2 separate regions of the Triticum aestivum genome follow, and region 2 is linked to region 1. Evidence: chromatin contacts called from public Hi-C data. All regions are on one chromosome and are shown on one strand. The core of a region is the stretch at or near the end of the contact, and the rest is flanking DNA. Distances in the headings are between cores, read along the strand shown.

What was found. Hi-C and Micro-C count contacts between places; a contact is called where the count stands out from the background.
Region 2: a Hi-C map of leaf shows a contact between it and region 1, with 2.8 times the contacts expected there. The contact joins the promoter of LOC123189439 here to the promoter of LOC123189438 in region 1. A contact is called at or near these places in 2 of 5 Hi-C or Micro-C datasets (leaf and an unstated tissue).

Annotation. Positions count from the first base shown.
Region 1 is chr2A:563,211,160-563,213,866 of IWGSC CS RefSeq v2.1, forward strand. It overlaps LOC123189438 (cyclic pyranopterin monophosphate synthase, mitochondrial), which reads left to right and starts at 1,444. Exons shown (of 2, transcript XM_044601850.1): 1 at 1,444-1,629.
Region 2 is chr2A:563,425,825-563,428,675 of IWGSC CS RefSeq v2.1, forward strand. It overlaps LOC123189439 (transcription factor MYB16), which reads left to right and starts at 1,562. Exons shown (of 3, transcript XM_044601851.1): 1 at 1,562-2,028; 2 at 2,178-2,307. The coding sequence starts at 1,896.

The DNA of each region.
Region 1 (2,707 bases), core at 194-2,693:
TTTTAGCCTTTGTAGGCGTAAATCATTTTAGCCATATGTAAACTGCCAGAAAATTGATTTTGGGTCAGCTAGTTTTTTTTTCCTCATCGATTTCTGCTTTGAGATTTGCGTTTTTTTTGGTGAGTTGTCTTGACCTGGGTTTTTCGACTGATCACAAATTTGAGTGTCAATTCCTCAACTTTCTCAAGCCCATTACCTGTACGATACGGCCCTCCTCTCTCTTCCTTTGTTCCTTTCTGTTTCTATTTGTTTTTCTATTTGTTTTTTTTCTGGATATTTTTGGGATGTTCGGTGCGTGTATTAATAAAGCGGCTATAGCTTCTGGTCGTCCGTCATTAAAAGTACCCTTCAAGTTGATAAAAATTACCCACCAATGCCACCCATAAGTAGAAAACGATTCAATTTTTCGGACCAAAAATCGCCACCTCCTTCATTGTTTTATAGGGGAGCGACGAGTAGAATACACAGAAAAATGAATGGCAGAGTGGTTGGCTGGTAGATCTTCTGGCAATGAGACTAGGGTTCAATCCCTAGCTCTCACACTTTTTATCTTTCTTTTCTCACGCATGTCCTACCCATGTATGCATTCATGGGCCGGCCCATTTGTGGGGCTTTACTTGCTTGTTTTTTTATTTTACCTTTTTGTCTTTTCTTTTCTCATTATGTTTTCTTTCTTCTTTCTTCTTTAAATTAATTCGTGATTTTAATATTCTAAAAGTTGCGAGTTTTCACAAATAAAATGTTTGAGAAATCATAAAATATATGTGAATTCAAAAATGTTTAGAAAATCATAAAAAAATTGCAGATTCAAAAAATGTTGGTGGTTTTGCAAAACTGTTTGCGAAATTAAAAAGAATCACAATTTTGAAAAAATGGTCGGGAAATAAAATCATGTTCATGATTTTGAAAAAATGATCGTGTATTCAAAACATATTCCGAAAATCATGATCGTGTATTCAAAACATATTCCGGAATATGAAAAAAATGTACAATACATTTTAGAAAATGTTCACAAAAATAAAAATAAATATTTTGTTTTTTTAATTTGTTTCCCAATTTTAAAGAAAAGTTCATTGATTCAAAAAATGTTTGGTGAGTAAAAAAATGTTAATGAATTTGAAACCGGTTCATACATTTAAATAGTTTTGTAAACAAAAGTAATGTTCATGATTATTTTGAGAAAATCATAAAGTGGTATTTGACTTTAACCGTTCTCAGGTTGCTTCGTTGTGAACGCGCCTGAATCCGGAGGAAATCCGCGACGACTCTAGTGACTCCCAACTTCTCTCAATTTTGTTTTTTGTTTTTTGAGGATCAACTTCTCTCAATTTATGGCCCGTGCTCACTACGCAAAACCAACCGCACCCACGGGCCGGCCGGTACATCTTTCCCGTGGGCCTCCCGCGCCTGGCCCGAGTAGTGATCGCAACCTTCTGACCCGCTGCTGCCTTTCGTCCGACCCACCGCCGCGGCACCGCCGACCGGACGAACCCTTTCCTCGACGCCGCCCTAGGAATAGGATCTGCGCCGCCGTCGCCCAACGAGCCGCCCGTCGTCGAGTCCTCCTCGACGCTGGTCGAGGATCCAGTCCACCTGGAGCTGCACCAAGGACGCACCCCCCGGACATAGGTAGGCTTCTCTCGCCTCTTGTGTTGGGTACTCATCGAAGCAGCAGGCGGAGGGCTCTTCCCCCATTCTCTTTGGTTGCATTATATGGTCTATCAGGCTTCCATCTCGTATTGAGTGAAATTTTATGGTGGTCTTTGCGAGAGGTATGCTTGGTGGGGAATATGAATGCTCCATTTTATTGTTAATTTTCTCCCCATATGAACAAAATTACAAAAATTACAATACACCCAACTTGACATATACGATCAGGTTACTCACCATATAGGGAATATAATCCACCTTGGGCAGCTAGACATTATTGTTTGAGGAATAGGCAGACGTAAGTTGGCATTGCCATGTGTTTCCATGGGGAAATTATGAACTTTTGGCAACCAAACACAAAAGTTGGGATTGCAGATCAATCCCAATTTCATAAGAATTTGAATTGGGCCTCCAAATTTGCAAGGACAGCCCCGTTCCACAAGCCAAATGGACATAGGCGATTTGGAACTCAGGGAAGAATTAAATGGACATAGGATTTCCTGAATTTCTACATGGATTTGGATTGTGTCATGTTCTAGAACTATTTGTGGTGGTGGTACTGTGGTAGGGTGGGGGGTAATCATGTTATACACTCAAATGAGTAGGTTTTCGTCACACATTCACCTTGAGCTACGAAACACGGATACGGCAGAAAACCAGTCTATAAGAGGTGGATACTGCCCGGATATGCTGATACATCTGGATACATCCGGTGCAATCACTAATGTCTTGGTGTGTCTTGCTCATGCAGTCATTGTGATTTGATGAGCTTGGCAGCTTGCACGTGCAGTTATCATGATTTGGTGAGCTTGAGTGGTGTGTTGGCTCATGGGATTGGAAAACAATTATGTTCCCGTTCCTGCATAGAATCATTAATATCTATATTGTTTTAGTATCTATATATATGAAAATGTATCGCTGCATTTTTAAAAAGTTGCCGTTTCGCGGTATCTGTATCATCATATCTGGGCAGCCTAGCCTTGGAGTTGTTATTAAGACTTCAGGTAGAGAGTATCTCTGTGCTAAAATTTCTCTGTTTTCTGTTTACTTATTCCTT
Region 2 (2,851 bases), core at 312-2,811, 210 kb after region 1:
CCGCCTAGGTGAATAAGTCACTCGCGTGGTTCTAGGTCATCGATTTGAGGAATTAAATATGTATTATATTTCATGAAAAGTATATCACTAGATTTTTACAATGATGTAGTTTCTAAGTACATATCTTTTGTCACATATAATACATATTTAGATAGTTAAATCGTCAATCTAGAACTACGCGAATGACTTATTTACCGAGACGGAGGTAGTGGTAGGCATTTCGTCACACGAACTTGATGGCAAGACCAATTGTACATGACCGAATAAGGATGGGAAGAAGGAGAAAAGACTTGAGTCTTTCCTCTCTCACTTTTAGAAACGGGCAGAATTCCCCAAGGAGGAACCTGCTGAAAATGCGTTTCACACTCGCGGAGATGCAGCGGAGGGCGGCGAGGAATTGAATAGAGCTCTTGCCCGAAACGAAGAGCCGGCTAATTCGAGGAACCACTTAAGCCGCGACGCATAGGGCCCAACAGAGCAATTTTAATCCTCGGCCACCTGCGCAATCCGGGAGGCTAGCAGTAGCAGTGGCAGTAGCCCTGGAATGGAAACGGCGGGCGAGCGATCGACCCCTTCAAGTAAGAACTAAGAAAGTAGTAACCAGGACGGAAGGAAGGAGGGGAGGAGACGACGGACGTGGAGAAATTCTGAAGCCCAGCCCCGGGAAAGGAAGCGGAGCTGACACGCACCACTTATGGGGCGCGGCACCGAATTGAATGAGTGGAACAAATGGTTTCCCGGAATCGCCGCGACGTTGCCATCAGGTCAATCCTCCAGACGGACGGGGAAAGCCCCCGTCGCCTGTTTCGGATCGGACCCGGGGCCATGTTGCAATTGCATGCGCGTCGATAAGGTACGCACAACACGCATCCCCGTCTCCATCCATCGCCGAGCACAGGCAGCGCGTAGTACGAACCTACAGGACCGGCCAGCGGTGTAGGTAGCCCGGTGGCCCCTCCCCGCCGGCCCGCCGGCGCCGTGCACGTTGCCGTTTCGCGCAGCCAAGCCCGGTTAGATCTTGCGTGCATGCATACGTTTTTCTAGGGTAAAATTTGCATCTGGGAACCGTTCGTTTCATCGATGAGGCATGCTAGTAGCAAGTTACTGGTAGGAGAAATTGGATTGGATTCGGTTTGCGTGCGCATGTGCGGGAGGCGGCGATGAAAATAGTGTCTCGCGGCGGGGGAGGGGGGGAGGGGCCGTGCGCCATGAAGGCGTGGAGGGGGGTCGGCGATGGGCGATGGGCGCAGGAAGACGACACGCCGTACGCCGTCCACCTCACAGCGCGGAGGGGAGGGGAGGGGGGGAGGCCGCAAGCAAGCAAAGAGGAGAGGACCATCTGGGTCCGGCTCCGATCCGATTAAATGCACGCCCTCTGATCGGGTGGATCGCGATTGCCACCCATGGCCATGGCCATCGCCGCGAGCGAAATCCCGGTCCTGCCCTCGCGCTGCTGACGCCCGGCCCCGCGGCGCAGGCAGGCAGGGTCGCAGCGCCCGAAGAAGATATCGCGCCCGGCCCCACCACGGGCGCCCCTTCCTTCCTCTATTTATGCCTCTACACCGACCGACCTCACACACACACACACACACCACAAAGCTAGCGAGCCACACTGCGCTGCACTGCACGCCACTGATCGGTGCCTCACTTCTCTCTCTACCACCACTACTACTACTACTCTGCTCACTGGCAGCATACATTGCTGCTACTGTACGCGTAGTCACTCACAGTGCCCTGCCAGGAAGATCTCCCGTAGTCAATTCGCTTGATCAGGCCAGGCTACTCGGCACTCACTTAAGCGAGAAGAAAAGGGGGAGGAATTCGTTCGTGGGAGCGCAAGGAGAGCGAGGGAGGGAGAGCTTGTGCTGCGATCGATCGGGCCGGCAGGAGGGGCGATGGGGCGATCGCCGTGCTGCGAGAAGGAGGGGCTGAAGAAGGGGCCGTGGACGCCGGAGGAGGACCAGAAGCTGCTCTCCTACATTGAGCAGCAGGGCCACGGCTGCTGGCGCTCGCTGCCGGCCAAGGCCGGTGAGCACCCCGACCTCATCCAATTTGCTAGCTCTTGCACCCCAACTTCATCCCCTCCCGGCTGCTCCTCCTGCATTCTGCTTTGCTATGTTGCTTGGGTCATTGCTGACATGAATGATGGGAAACCGGGCGTAATCTTTGATTTGCAGGGCTGCAGCGGTGCGGCAAGAGCTGCCGGCTCCGGTGGACCAACTACCTCCGGCCGGACATCAAGAGGGGCAAGTTCAGCCTGCAGGAGGAGCAGACCATCATCCAGCTCCATGCGCTTCTCGGCAACAGGTCATCACCCATCCCAGCCCATCATGGACGAACTGTCCTACATATGCCGCTTAATTTGCACCCAGAATTCACTTAATTCACCGCCTAATTATGATGGAATCTGGTCCCTTATTTAGTGGTTGCAACAATTTTGACTGCCAATAGAGTAGAGTACGTACGATGCTGGTCGCCGACTGCCCGAGTCCGGGGAAGTCAAGAACACGCTAGCTCCATCGTAGTCTTCACACATTTATGGGTAGCGGGGTGGTACATACTTACACTGGGAGGGCCGTGAGATACGAGTAAAACGTAGCCGCTGCATGTACTGCTCTTGGCCGAGTCGTAGCGACGTACACATGTTTTCCCATCCCAGCATTGCGTGAAATTTACCCTTCGAATTGCGATCTCACTAGCACGTACAAGACGAACAATCCCCTCTGTTTTAACTGTTACTGTATGTCGGTCTGCCTTTGCTGTGCAGTACAGAACTAGCTAGTGGTAGTGCTGTTCTTCTGCCTCGCACTGTAGAAAAAACAGAGAGAGAAGCGTCCATCATTCAGCCCGT